2 separate regions of the Sus scrofa genome follow, and region 2 is linked to region 1. Evidence: chromatin contacts called from public Hi-C data. All regions are on one chromosome and are shown on one strand. Each heading gives the region's core, a stretch centred on a gene start, on an enhancer-like site or on the middle of the called end of the contact. The rest is flanking DNA. Distances are from core to core; before and after follow the strand shown. Region 1 holds the start of HMGB2 (high mobility group box 2). Region 2 overlaps ACADS (acyl-CoA dehydrogenase, C-2 to C-3 short chain).

Region 1 (7,388 bases), core at 2,071-4,570:
ATGTCTCAGGTGCGGCCCTAAAAAGACAAAAAATAATAACAGTACATAACAGTAGTATCATTTTTCATTGAAAATGCTAGCAATAGAACAAGAGGTTTTTGTTTTTTCTTAACATGCATTTTCATTTCTTCAAAAATTCACTGTTGAGCTACACCACTAAGTTGACTCTCTGAAGAGAGTACAGTTAAGCCTCAGAACCAGTGGTCTCCTCACAAGTGGATGTGCCCATGTGACAACACTTTAGATGCTTACCCTTCTCTCACTACCTTTAAAACAACTTGAAAATATTAAACTCCAATATAAGATTCATCTTTCAGAAACTAAGATGTGTGCAGAGTAATTAATGGTGTTCAGTTTTTTACATTAACTATGCAACGTAAGAGAATAATTATTTTATATACAACTTACCTTATGAAAAGCATACTTGATTTTTGCTAACTATATGAGTTAATCAATAAATAGTAATACTGATTGAGAACTTATTTACTGCTTTGTATACGTGAGGGGCGGTTACAAAACTATATTTTCTTTCCTTTGAGATTTTCCCAGTCTGACTTGATTAGATTATGAAAAACACAAATTTTTTAGGATAAATGACTGAACAAATGGTAGCAGAACCCAGATCATTTCTAAACAATTCTGCCAGGTTGACATTGCTGTAGATAAATTCCAGCTTACCAACAGAAAAGCTTTTTATACTTATAGGATAGGCAACCTATTTTGGAAACAGCTTTGATCTTAGCTCACATTTATTCCTAAATATTTATGTTGTTATGTTTTGTGAGATGCTGAACTCAGGCAAAGTTTGGCAAATAAAGTGATATACTTGTATCATCTAGGGGGAAAACCCCTGGTGAGATCATTTTACTAGAAAACTAATGACTGAGCAATAATATATAATGTAAGTTTTATTCTATGTAGTTTATTAAATTTGAGTTTATTACATCAAATACTGTTCTGAAATAATTAGGCTCACACTTACTGGTGCTTATAACCAAAGGAATTCCTAGAAACAAGTTATTTATCATTTAAATTTTAATTATAATCTTTTGACCACCTAACAACTGCAAAAATTAAGATATTTCTTCACATCATGATCACATATTCACAGTTACAGAATCATACAACTTAGAGATTATCCACAAACATCATTTTAAATCAATAGAAAGCCTAGAGATGTTATGTGTATTATTCAAAATCTCAGCCCTTGTATTTTAATTCACACATTTTTTTTAATGAAAAGCACAAATTCTTTTCTCTGTATCGTCTTTTAAGAAGATGCTGTATTCTAAAAAAAGTAAATTTGGAAAATTTATTTTAGAACATATGAAATTTCATTTATGACTTCATTGTACATGTCAATGTTACTTTTAGGGAAGTACGGAAGGAAAATGAAGTCTTGGAATGGAGGATAAAAGTAGATTATAGAAATGTCTTCCTGTTCTCTGCTGTGATGAGATAAAGAATGGAAATTGGTATCAGAGGGGTTGGCTCCTTCTGTAGGTTGTTAAGAGAAGGATCTATTCCAGGCCTTTCTCCCTAGCTGGTAGATGGCCATCTTCTCCCCTTGTCTTTTCATATCATGTCTGTCTCTGTGGCCAAACCCACAGTTTTTACGAGGAAATCAATCATATTGGATTAGGGGCTCACCCAGGTATGATCTCACCTTATCTAATTACATGTGCATTGACCCTATTCTCATATAAAATCAGTTACAATTGTGCTATAAAAGCACAGAGAAATCCAAGTTGAAAAAATAAACCATACCATATTATTCAAATAGCAATAGAGATCACTAACGCATTATTTTCCAATTTACTTTTAAATTCAGTGGTATTAGGTACACGCACCACGTCGTGCAACTAACATCCATTTCCGTTTTCAAAAACCTAGTTTTTATCAGTAAATCTAGATAAACAGCTGCTGGAACTGAGGTTCTGCTGAGCATGAGGACTGTATACAAACCAAATAGGAGCACACAGTTTAACAAATGCCAGTGAATTTACGGAGGAAAGAGAGAATATTTAAAATCTGTTGAAACCAACTGTTTCTTAACAAACGGGCCAACAGAAAAAATAACCCTCAAAACTAAATGCAACACAGAGATAGCATGTCAGTCACCATGGTCCTACCCCGGGAAAGGCGGCTTGTGAGCTTTGAAGCGAAAAGTTAAGGTCGCTGGGCCGCGCTCTCACCAGACGCAGAAAGGAAGGTTCTTAACCTGGGCGGGGAGGAGTCTGTGAAGCGCCGCGGCCGCAGTTTGGCGCGTAAATGCTTCAGAGGGCGGGCAGCTTTCAAGGCCTTCCCGGGTGTCTCCGAGGGATCTCCGACACGGAAAAGGTTTTAAAAACGACCGCGTGGCAGAGACAAAACAGTGACCATCGCGGGGACAGCGAAACGGCCTAAGGCGGCGAGGAATGGAGGATGTCGCAGGGATCGGAGTCGGGGCAGCAACCGGGTGGGGATGGGAGGGATAGCCCAGCCCGAGGGTCACCGCCCAGGATCCGGCCCGGATGGAGGGGTGGAGCCAGGGGGATGCTTCCCACCCCTCCCGGCCCCGCCCTGCTCACCCCCGGCTAGACGCCGAGACAAAGTGGGGAATGAGGGGCCAAGTGTGGACTCCACGGGCGATTGGCCCCCGTGGGGGCGGGAACGGCTCCCCCACCCCTCCCAGGGTCTCGCCACCTGTCTTCCTCCGGTCCTACCCCAGCCTCAGCGACCGCCGGCGGGGCTGGTCGTCCGCCGCAGCGCAGGCTCCTCGGCCTCCCCATGTTATTCTCTGGACGGGGCAGGGACCACCACTCCGGGAGCCGGGACTGCGGCCGCTCTGGGGCGGGGGACCGACGGGACGCACCTCCCCGGCTACCTCAGCGTCAGCCAACCGAGCGGTGCCGGCTGGGTAGAGTAGACCCCGCGCTTTGAGACTCAGTATTTTTAAATCTGGCGGGGCTTCCCCGGCGGGCCAACCACGCCCCCCGCCTCCTGCCACAGCCAGTCAGCGCCAGGCCCGCCATTTTTCAAACCCTTTTCCGGCCGCCAATCAGGATCGGGCAGCACATTCCTCCCCCGACCGGTTCTAACGGGTCTGGGAGTTAACGACCCGGGCGACCCACCGAACCTGCTAGGCTGCGGCCGTGGGGACGGGCCTGGCGACACGTCGACCAATCGGAGGCCGCCGGGGCTAGGGGGCGGGGCCTCCTGGAGTTTGAATAATCCCCAGAGCCAATCGGAGCGTCGGGGGCGTGGCCTGCGGACCGGCTCGTCAAGTTGCCGTGGCGCGGAGCAGTCTGCAAAACAAGAGGCGGAGGATTGCGTTAGCGACAAACCAGTTCACGCCGGAGCCGCAGGTAGGCAGCGTCGCGGTCGGACCCGGCCGCTGCGCGGGAGCCTGAGGAGAAGCTACCACCAGGCAAGAGACCCCTCCGGGCCCCGGTGAGTGGCCGGCCGTCCCCCTTCCCTCCCGGACGGCCCGGACGCCGCAGCTGTCGGGGCTGGCCCCGCGGGCGGGATCTGGGTGCGGTCCGGAGGGCCGCGCTGTGGAGGCGGGAAGCCCGGCCGCCCGTTCGGGCGTGTTTTGAACGCGGGGTCCGAGGCGGCAGGTGGGAATGGGGCTCGCGGCGTGGAAGCCAGAGCTTTCCTGTCAGGGCGGAGGGGCCTCGCGGGGCGTCGCGGCCCGGGCCGAGGGGCGGGGGGCCTTTGGGCGGGAAGCTGCCCCGCCCGGCCTCCCGCCAGCGCCCGGCCGCGCTCTCCCGCCAGGTGGACGCGTCGTCGCCGGCGCCGCAGCACCATGGGGAAGGGCGACCCCAACAAGCCGCGGGGCAAGATGTCCTCGTACGCCTTCTTCGTGCAGACCTGCCGGGAGGAGCACAAGAAGAAACACCCCGATTCCTCGGTCAACTTCGCCGAGTTCTCCAAGAAGTGCTCCGAGCGATGGAAGGTGGGCGCGGGCCCCCACCCGGCTCCCGGGCTCCGTGCACGGGCAGGTGGCGGTGACTCGCTTCGGTGTTTATAGTCGTGTGTTTTTCCTGCCCTTTTCATGCCCACAGACTATGTCTGCCAAGGAAAAGTCCAAGTTTGAAGATATGGCAAAAAGTGACAAAGCTCGCTATGACCGGGAGATGAAAAATTACGTCCCTCCCAAGGGTGACAAGAAGGGCAAGAAAAAAGATCCCAATGCTCCCAAAAGGCCTCCGTGAGTTTATTTTAAAACCGACAGAATTACTCCCTTGCTCTTTCATTCAGTGTATTAAACCTCTGTTCCTTCCTTTTAGATCTGCCTTCTTCCTGTTTTGCTCTGAACATCGCCCAAAGATCAAAAGTGAACACCCTGGCTTATCCATTGGGGATACTGCAAAGAAATTGGGTGAAATGTGGTCTGAGCAGTCAGCCAAAGATAAACAACCGTATGAACAGAAAGCAGCTAAGCTAAAGGAAAAATATGAAAAGGTATGTTGTCTTAATTTTTTCCAGGCAAGTTTGAAATAAAGTAGGTATTTTCTAAATGAGTATGATAGAAATAGGTAGAAACTGTACACACATAGTTTGGTTATCAGCTTTGTTTTGAAAAGGTCTAATGAGAATTGTATGCTTAAGCAGCATAAACTAACTGAAACCTTTCTTTTTGGACTGAAACCAATGTTTGTAGCACTGGTAGATTGCTGCATTCAAGACTCCACTTGTAGTATAGGTATGTAGTTAAGAGTGTGGAGGACCAAACAAAAGTATTGTTTTATGTGGATGTATCTAAAAAGAGAAGTTAGGGAAGGAGCTGGCTGTGTGAGGTAAACAGGTAAGGGTAGTGAAAGTACTGATATCAGTGTAATACACCCCCATTATTTTACATCATTAGCTTTCTAAGGCCCAGAGGGAATGCTCTCAAAATCAAATTTTAGACAGTCATCAGGGTTATTGGTCAATGATCTTAGATTGTTTACAACTTAGTGGTTTTCACGGTTGAGTAATGATACCGGATGCTGATTTTATTGCATTTTTTTTTTTTTGACAATATTTCAGGATATTGCTGCATACCGTGCCAAGGGTAAGGGTGAAGCAGGAAAGAAGGGCCCTGGCAGGCCAACAGGCTCTAAGAAGAAGAGTGAACCAGAAGATGAGGAGGAAGAGGAAGAGGAGGAAGAAGATGAAGACGAGGAGGAAGAAGATGAAGATGAGGAATAAATGGCTATCCTGTAATGTTGTGTGTGGAGTGTGTGTGTGTGCTCAGGCAATTATTTTGCTAAGAATGTGAATTCAAGTGCAGCTCAATATTAGCTTCAGTATAAAAACTGTACAGATTTTTGTATAGCTAATAAGATTCTTTGTAGAGAAAATACTTTTTTTAAAAGTGCAGGTTGCAGCTTTTTGAGGGGCTACTACATACAGTTAGATTTTAAAGCTTCTGATGTTGAATGTTTCTAAATATTTAATGGTTTCTTTAATTTCTTGTGTATGGTAACAGCAAACTCGTAGAAATAAGTATCAATAGCAAATTTTGGGTTTTCTAGAATGTTGCATTTTGTTTTTTAAAAAAAATTTTGTAATAAAATTATGTATATTATTTCTATTGTCTTTGTCTTATATGCTTACTTTTTATTTTAAGAAGATGGTCTGGAACCATGTCAACTTTTTAAATCACTCTGCCTAATAGTTCTTAGACATGGTTGACTTAGGAAAATACTTGGTTAAAACATGCCCATTTTATTCATATTTACAGAGTGTTTTTTGAAAATCAGATCTGGAATTTAAAAAACTTGAAAAATTTATGCAGTTTTATAAAATGAGTAAGTTTTGTTCTTGACGTTTACATGTTAACTTATTAACTAATTTGTCTTTTGGGGGTTGTTAGCTCACATTTTATCTTAGAGAAACTTTCTTTTTAATACAGGTAGAGGAGCTAATACAGTGAATCCATACCTAAAACAGACTTTTAAAAACAGTAGCAACAGGGTTACCTTTTCTGTTGATAAACTGGTGGAATACTAGAGTGAATTTTGAGTTAAATCTTAAAAATGAGTGTGGCCTTATTAAGCCTAGAGTTCTTGGTAAGCAACCCAGGAAAGCTTTTGAGATGGTTATTATCTTTCATGATTGTAGTTCGATGAAATTTCATTAGGATTTCTAATTAGAGAGGAAGACAGTTAAGAAATGCTCATTTAAGGAAGCTGTTGCTTACATTTGAATTTAGATAACTATGTTGAATAGTTAACAGGTTATTAGTGAAAGTTGGCCATCTGTTGGCTAAAAGTATACAGAAGAAAGCTGTTTGTTGATAGTTGTACAGTTAAACCTGACAATCTTGGTTACCTATCAAGTTTTAAAATAGCAGCCAAAATTCTCATTACCAGCTATGGGAACCTTGGCTGCTTATCTTATGTCATATTTGGGATAAATACCTTAGAAGAATTATTTCTTACACAGGAAATACTAGCCAAAGTTGTTAAATAGAAGGCAAGTATTAGCATAACTCCCAGAGCAAATGGACTAAAGTAAAATCTTCAAACCTCTTAATGATTGCCCTCCGCTAATCATATCTCAGTGGTTATTTTGGGGCTTTTGCTGATCATAAAATGAAATCTAGTTGTATATGTTTTAAAACTATTTACTGGTGTTACATGACTTGATGCTAAAAAGTTGTGGGTAAAGTGTTTGAGAGACATACTGGCCAGAGAGAGTAGGGTGTTCTATAAATATCTGTAAGCATAAATGGCCAGGATAAAGGGGATAGCCTTTATTTAGTTCAGTCCTTTTGTTGGATGGAAATGTGGGCTTAGGAGTTCTAAATCTCCCAAATTTTCAAGTGGAATTAGAATTCTAGATATTTAAAAAATGTGAAATCTGAGCTGTAAATACTGTCAGAGTACACATTTGGCTCACAGAAAACGTGTATGTGTAAGTTCCTATCCAGAGGTTACCACTTTGTCACTTCTATAAATTAGTGTAGGTAAATACAGGATTCTCAGTATTTACTTGAATTAGGGTAACAGTTAATGTATGCTTCCCAGCTAAGCACTACTTTCATAGTTTTCTGGAAACCCTTCTCCCTCTGGAAGCTCATCTAACTTATCCTGTTGTAAAGGTACCTATAAATATTTGTTTCTGAGATCTTAATGGAATGACATTGAGCTCCTGGGCCTTTTCTTGTCAGGACTTTGTGCAGACCTCTCAGCATCATCCTGGGAGTTTCCATATCTACAGAATAGTGGCTCAGGAGCTCATTTAAGTGTCACATTAAAAAAGGAAAACTGTTAAGTACTAACAAAAAGCTGAAATAGCATCAATTTTCAAAACTGGAAATGACCTTTATACCGATGAGTCCAGTCTCCTTTCTTCAGGAGTACATGGCAGTCAACATGGACAGTGACCTAGAGCAGCAGGTAAGAAAGTAAAACACT
Region 2 (7,388 bases), core at 1,895-4,394, about 24 Mb after region 1:
CAAAGCGACAGTCGCTAGATGGTTCCTCCAGGGCATCAGCGCCTTCCTGGTTCCCATGCCGACGCCTGGGCTCACGCTAGGGAAGAAAGAGGACAAGCTGGGCATCCGGGCCTCATCCACCGCCAACCTCATCTTTGAGGACTGTCGCATCCCCAAGGAGAACCTGCTGGGGGAGCCTGGCATGGGCTTCAAGATCGCCATGGTGAGCCCAGCGGCAGGGATAGGGGCCCTGGGGCGAGACCCTAGCCCCCAGCCGGCTCACCACTGATCGGCGGTCTTTACAGCAAACCCTGGACATGGGCCGCATCGGCATTGCCTCTCAGGCCCTGGGCATTGCCCAGGCCGCCCTGGACTGTGCTGTGAACTATGCTGAAAACCGCAGGGCCTTTGGGGTGCCGCTCACCAAGCTCCAGGGCATCCAGGTAAGGAGGTGCAGCCTTGCCTGGATGCTGGAGGGAGGGAAATTGTGCCTTTCCTTGCTTCTTACTGGACAGCTTTCACCTGCTCACATGTCCTCCATCCTCCTCCCTCCTGCCTTTGCAGGGAGAGGGGAGGGAGGGCAACTACTGACTGATGGGGTGGGGCTGCATTGTTGTAGTTCAAGTTGGCGGACATGGCCTTGGCCCTGGAGAGTGCCCGGCTGCTGACCTGGCGCGCTGCTATGCTGAAGGATAATAAGAAGCCATTCATCAAGGTGCCTGTGGGGCAGGGGGCTCCCCAGGCACGGCCCAGAGCTTTAATGTCAGAGGGACTGAGGGAGACGTCTGGGTGGGGTCCCGGTTCCTTGGGCCCATGGGGTGGCTCTCCCCAACCCCGGGCCCACCCTGTTGTGGTCCGTGTGCTGGGGGCTCCCCTCCAAGGTAAAGTTTCTGACACCACCATTCCCTATGGTTAGGAGGCGGCAATGGCCAAGCTGGCTGCATCGGAGGCTGCAACTGCCATCACCCACCAGGTGGGTGTCCCAGTATGTGGGCCAGGTGCCTGGGCAAGTCCCCAAAGGTTTGAGTAGTGGCGGGTGTGCCAGCTGCCCTTCCCCCGCCCGAGCCTTCTGTGTGGCAGGCCCTGCCTTGTCTTTCCTCAGGAATGGCGAGTCTTCTCCCTCCTGAGACCCTGCTTTCCACTTTAGGCCATGCAGATCTTGGGTGGCATGGGCTATGTGACAGAGATGCCTGCTGAGCGGCACTACCGTGACGCCCGCATCACTGAGATTTACGAAGGCACCAGTGAGATCCAGAGGCTGGTGATCGCCGGGCACCTGCTCAAGAGCTACAGGAGCTGAGCCCTCTGTAGGGCCAACCAGTGCCCTCCGGAGGCAGGGCTGGCCTGAGGGTCACGGGAGAGGCGGCGGAGCCATGTGCCTTTACCCTGACTCCAAGTCAGGGGGCCACGCCTCCTCTTGCCAGGACTCCCCCAGAACCCAGCCCTTCTGGGTGGACCTGCCACTCTCACCCTCATCCACCCGGGAATAGACTGCCAGGGAGCACATCTCAGAGGAAGGAAAGGTGGGCCTGTGACCTGGCCTGAGGACCCCCATCTTCAGCTCAGTTTCTTGGCTTTGCTCCCTCTCACCATCACCTGTGCCTTATTTTCTTCATCTGGAGGCAGGGCCGTGGAAAGAGCGAAATTATCACTCAGGGACTCCCCAGCTCTGTTCTTTGTGTCCTGGTGCTCAGCATGAGACCCAGGTGTGACTGCTTTTGGCAGTGTCTGCTTTTTCCCCTGAGGTCAGAGTTCGGGAGGAGTAGTTTGGGGGCCAGAATGACCAGGCTTCAAAGCAGCAGAAATTGTGTTCTCAGGCCTCTGGCAGTCTTGGGGTTGGATCATTGTGGAAGCTGCCCTGCCCTGCGCCCCTTTAACCTTTTTTTGTCAGGTGTAAATAAGTGATTGGGGCCAGTCACATGTGGGAACTAAGTAATAAAGCATACCTGTCCCTAATTGTCACATCCTTGCTTGGGTGCCATTGGGGCAGGGAAAGATGGGCCTTTAATTTGCTGTCCTACAAGCTCCACCCTGGGTGAGTGTGTGTGTGAGTGTGTGTGTATGAGAGTCGTGTGTGGCCACAACCACAACATATGGAATGTTCTGAGGTCAGGGATTGAATCCAAGCCGCAGATGCAGCAATGCTGGATTCTTCAACCCGCTGAGCCGGCCTGGGGATCAAACTCTCCCCCCCCCCCCGCCCCCGCCCGCCACACACACCACTTCCCTGCAGCAATGTGAGCCACTGCAGTTAGGTTCTTAACCCACTGCACCAGAGCAGGAACTCTGTCTGTGAGGTGGGTTTTTTGTTTGTTTTGTTTTTTTAAGGGGAAGAACAAAGAGGCTGGGATTAATCCTTATCTTGTGACATTTCTTTATCCGGAGACAGGATGTCTCTGCATTACAATTCTCCATTCAGGTGGTTCATGGCTTGGGGGTCAGTGACACATTTTGCCCCAAAGAAACAACTTGAGTTTGTACATTAATGGCATCTATGATAGCAATTTTAGCACATTAACGATGTTATTGACAATAGCGATTTCAGTCATCTGACTGGTTTATTAGTGTTCATTTAGCACAGGATTGAGGTCAGAGGAGACAAGAAAGGAATAAAGTTTTGGAGAGGGAGGTTCATCATAAACGCAGGCATCAAGGGAACTGGATTTTAGGTGGACTTGGTCTCAGTCCTGGTGCATTGGGGTTGGCTTGGGGCCCAGGTGCCTTTCCCCACTTTTAACCACTGTGGCCCAGTGTAGGGAGCAGAGCTGCTGGAAGAGAAAACGAAACAGAGGGGAAAGAGCAAAGAGTTTCAAAAGAGGTGGGGGCCGCCCTCCGCAGGGCAGGAAGAGCTGGGAAGCTGATTGGTCTGACGTCTCGGAAGGGAAAAGAGACCGGGAACACGACCCACTTGGAGCCACCATCTCCAACCACGCGGGCTCTCGCCGGGAAAGGATTTCCCAGGAGTCTCCGAGGGCCGCCCGCTGTTGTGGGGCTGGGCGGGGCACCTGGCCGGGGTGTGCGGGGTCTCCGAGGCTGGAGGATCTGGCCCCTCCCAGCAGAAAGCTGAGGACCCGGTTCCCTCACAGCGCGCGCGGCTGGGCGGTGAGGGGCAGCAAGGATCCCGCTAACCAGACGCAGGGAACGGTGGAGGCTGGAGAAACCCTTTCCTGCCGCCCTGGTGACCTGCGCGTCCAGGTAAGCACCAAGCTCGCACTTCTGTGAGGCCCTGGGCTCGGCTGCGAGCCGGAGGTGCGGGGAGCAGCCAAGGTTGAACCATCCCGCCTGGGAGGCTGGTGAAGGAGGGTCTCTCCCTGAGTCACTGACCCCACGAACAGGAAGAGGGGCTCCACGGCCCCAGGACGTCTCCAGCGAGGGGGTCCTGGCTCCTGGCCCAGGTGAGGGTGAGGGGATGGGCGCGTGATTGAAGTGGTCTTTGGGCTTTTCTTACAGGCAGTTGGGGAGGGGCTTGAGGCTCAGAGGGGAACAGAGGGAGCCCAGCCTGAACCCAGCTCTCCTGCTCAGGACTCTGGCCCCTCCTGGCTGGTGTTAGGCCTACCTGCTGAAAAGCATCCAGGCCTCAAAGGGCCAGGCAGCTGGGTGGAGCTCCTCCAGGGCAAAGTGCTGGGGTGGCCAAGTCAGTCCAAGCCAAAGAATAGGTCAGTTTTCCAAGTGGTGGTCACAGCTGGGCATCTACTTCTCAGGTGGGGCTGGGAAGAGCCTTGGCCTCAGGACCCCAGAGGGCCACACTCCTGGGGTGGGCCTGGGACTCAGCCAGAATTCATACCGGGACTCGAACCCATCCGCACCTCAGATTTGGACTTGAACCCATGATCCCTAACTTAGGAGGGGGCTCGAACCAAATGTTTTTTTTTTTTAATTTTTTTAGGGCCACACCTGTGGCATATGGAAGTTCCCAGGCTAGGGGTTGAATCAGAGCTGTAGCTGCCAGCCTACACCATAACCACAGCAACACAGGATCCAAGCCATGTCTGCAACCTACACCACAGCCCATGGCAATGCCAGATCTTTAACCCACTGAGCAAGGCCAGGGATCGAACCTGTGTCCACATGGATGTTAGATTTGTTGAACCAACTGTCGTTTAATTGAAATCATTCACCTGGTGTCAGGACTTACTGAAGCTCAGGTTCTTTTGATTCTTCACAGAAGGAATTCAGCGTGAGGCAAAGCAGCAGGCAAAGAGTGAGTTTATTAGTATAGGATGCTTGTGAGAAATACAAGCAGGCTGGCCAGGGGATGCAGCTGTCTCAAGAACAAAGAGAGCTACATTTTAATAAAGAAAAAGTGGGGAGGGGAGAAGACCACCTTTTTCCTCATTTTTAGGTAGAAATAAGGCTCACATCGTTACTTCCTCTTTTGACTCTGATTTAATCAGGACTGTCATGGTGCTCTTTAAATCATATGTATATTGGCAAATGGTGGTAACATATACTAAAATATGGTATATGGTATATTCATCTCAGCTTTCCCTTTTCCAGTGGGCCCTTTTACTTAGTTTTTTTTCCCCTTTCAACAATATTTCTGATCTGGCCGCATGCAAAAATGTTATTCTTCATGTTATTCTTACATAACTCCCTTCATGTAACAAGAGTCAGACCCCATGTTTATTGTGTTGTGTTCTAACGGGGTCTGTGGCTTGAGTATGTCTGGTGCTTAGATGCACCTGGTCTTCCTTCAAGATAGTGCGGGTAGTTGCTAAGTTATTGGACTCTTTTTGAGTGGTCATGAGCTTAACAACGGTCTCCCAGACTCCCTCAAAATTCCCTTTTGGGAGTTCCCATCATGGCGCAGTGGAAACAAATCCGACTAAGAATCATGAGGTTGCAGGTTTGATCCCTGGCCTTGCTCAGTGGGTTAAGGATCTGGCGTGGCTGTGGCGTAGGCCAGCAACTACAGCTTAGATTAGACCCCTAGCCTGAGAACCTCCATATGCTGCAGGTGTGGCCCTAGAAAAGACAAAAAGACAAAAAAAAAAAAAAAAAAAAATCAGCAGCAATGGATGAGGAGTTTGCTTCAGGGGCAACGAAATGTTCAGTAACCAGATAGTGGTAAGGGTTGCACAACTCTGTACATGTACTAAATGCCACTGAATTGCACATTTTGTTTTAGAAAAATGGTTAAACTGTAAATTTTATGTGTATTTTACCACAATTAAAAAAAAAATCCATAGTAAGAAAACACTGAGGAAACCACATGTTAAAATAATACTCTTTGAAATCACTAAGTCAAAGGAGAAGGCATAATGGAACACAGAAAATTGAGTGATAATAAAAATACAAAGTATTGAAATTTATGAAATGAAGCTAAAACCATGCTTAGAGAAGAGTGCATAGCTTTAAACTCATTTCTTACAAAGACTGGAAAAAAAAAAGCAATCAACCAGGAAGTTGAGGTTGGGGGGAGGCAAATTAAATCCCCCCTAAAAGTAGAAAGAAATTATCAAATTAATTTAAAAACCACAATGCTGGGAGTTCCCGTCGTAGCTCAGTGGGTTGAGGACCTGACATTGTCTCTGTGAGGATGCTGGTTCGATCCCTGGCCTCACTTGGTGGGTAAAGGATCCAGTATTGCTGTGGCTGTGGTGTAGACCAACAGCTGCAATTCCAATTCGACCCCTAGCCTGGGAACTTCCACATGCCACAAGAGTGGCTGTAAAAACAAACAACAAACAAACCAAAAAGTCCACAAGGCTAAACGTTAGTAAAGCTAAAAACGGATGCTTTAGGAAGATGAAAATAATTGATAAACCTCAGCTTAATTAAAAAAAAAGATAAAGCACTAATAAAGTCAGGAGGAGTTCCCGTCGTGGCTCAGCAGTTAACTAATCTGACTAGGATCCATGAGGACGCAGGTTCGATCCCTGGCCTTGCTCAGTGGGTTAAGGATCTGGCGTTGCCATGAGCTGTGATATAGGTCATAGATGTGGCTAAGATCTGGCATTGCTCTGGCTGTGGCATTGCTCTGGCAGTGGTGTAGGCCGGCAGCTGCAGCTCCAATTTGACCCCTAGCCTGGGTCCCTCAAACAAACAGAAAAGAACCCACAAAAAACAAAAAAAAATACAAAAACCAAAATTAACCAGTCTGGACATTTCAAAAACACCAATGTCCTGAAAAACAAATTCAGTCTGAGAAACTGTCCTAGAATGAAAGAAATGAGGGACCTCTTAGCTAAATGCAACAGGTGATCCCAGGCCTTAAAGAAACTGCCATGAAGGACACTGAGAGGTCGGGCAAATCATAACTGAGGTGGGTTTGCAGACCCTGCCATGGTTACGCTTCCCAACTTTGATAATTGTCCCGCTGTTGTCTAAGTGAATGACTGTGACTGTCCCTCTTCTTAGGAAGTATACGCTGGGTACAAAGCAATCTGACGTCTGCAACGTACTCGAACATTTCAGGTTCAAGGGGATCCGGGGCAGAGGTCAGCATTCAGCTCTGAGCCAGAGAAGCGTCAGCTAGGGGAGCCCTGCTCCCTGGCACAGTGGAGCAGGTGGTTGACTCTCCGGCCACAGGAGAGGGAGATCCCCCACCACCACCCATGAGAACTTCTGGAAGCCTTGGAGTGCACACAAAGGACCTTGGCCAGTATGGACAGTATTGATAAGGATAGAGTAGGATATTAAATTACTTAGTTTGAAAATTCCATTAGGGGATTAAAGACCAAAAGGGAATAATTTTTTTTTGTCTTTTTCTAGGGCTGCATCTGCAGCATATGGAGGTTCCCAGGCTAGGGGTCTAATCAGAGCTTCAGCTGCTGGCCTACGCCACAGCTACAGCAACATGGGATCCGAGCCAAGTCTATACCACAGCTCACGGCAACGATAACCACTGAGCCACGATGGGAACTCCGCTACTGATTTTATGTTAATTGCATTGTGGTCTCAGAACATTTTCTGCATTATTTAAATTCTTTGAAATTCATTGATACTTGTTTCATGGCCCCCCATCATTTTATATAAAAACCAAACTTTTTATAGATTCTTTTTTCCACGTTGATACACATAGCTCTAGTTCTTTGATTTTGATTGCTGTGTGGTCCCACTGTATTAATTCACTATATTTAGGTAGTCTTCAGTTTTCCTCTGTTATAAACCATGGTGCAGGAGTTCCCATTATGGCTCAATGATAATGAATGGGACTAGTATCCATGAGGATGCAGGTTCCATCCCTGGCCCCACTCAGTGGGTTAAGGATCTGGCATTGCTATGAGCTGTGGCGTAGGTCACAGATGCAGCTTGGATCCCACGTTGCTGTGGCTGTGGTGTACATCTTTCCAGACCTTTTCCTGTGCATCCATGAATATCTCAGTTATGTATTTTTTCCCCACAAATGAGATGAATATTCTTTATATTTGTGGTCTTTACACCAAGTGACATTTCTGTATCCCTCC

The links. Hi-C and Micro-C count contacts between places; a contact is called where the count stands out from the background.
Region 2: a contact with region 1 is called in a Hi-C map of subcutaneous adipose tissue, with 10 times the contacts expected there. The contact joins the enhancer-like site here to the promoter of HMGB2 in region 1. A contact is called at or near these places in 4 of 47 Hi-C or Micro-C datasets (mesenteric adipose tissue, omental adipose tissue, retroperitoneal adipose tissue and 1 more).

Annotation. Positions count from the first base shown.
Region 1 is chr14:16,706,731-16,714,118 of Sscrofa11.1, forward strand. HMGB2 (high mobility group box 2) reads left to right here and starts at 3,321. Exons shown (of 5, transcript NM_214063.1): 1 at 3,321-3,432; 2 at 3,757-3,937; 3 at 4,047-4,192; 4 at 4,272-4,446; 5 at 5,014-5,553. The coding sequence starts at 3,788. The coding sequence ends at 5,175. It overlaps LOC106507243 (a long non-coding RNA gene), which reads right to left and starts at 2,699. Exons shown (of 4, transcript XR_001303102.2): 1 at 2,133-2,699.
Region 2 is chr14:40,654,982-40,662,369 of Sscrofa11.1, forward strand. It overlaps ACADS (acyl-CoA dehydrogenase, C-2 to C-3 short chain), which reads left to right. Exons shown (of 10, transcript NM_213898.1): 6 at 32-202; 7 at 285-422; 8 at 599-694; 9 at 896-952; 10 at 1,127-1,933. The coding sequence ends at 1,279. Among named protein-coding and RNA genes, the nearest start is that of ACADS, 16 kb to the left of the region's middle. Within about 2 kb of position 3,145, at least 17 of the 83 cell types and tissues checked have an H3K27ac peak or open chromatin away from gene starts, as enhancers often do. A contact at or near this core is called in omental adipose tissue, retroperitoneal adipose tissue and subcutaneous adipose tissue, where this site is marked.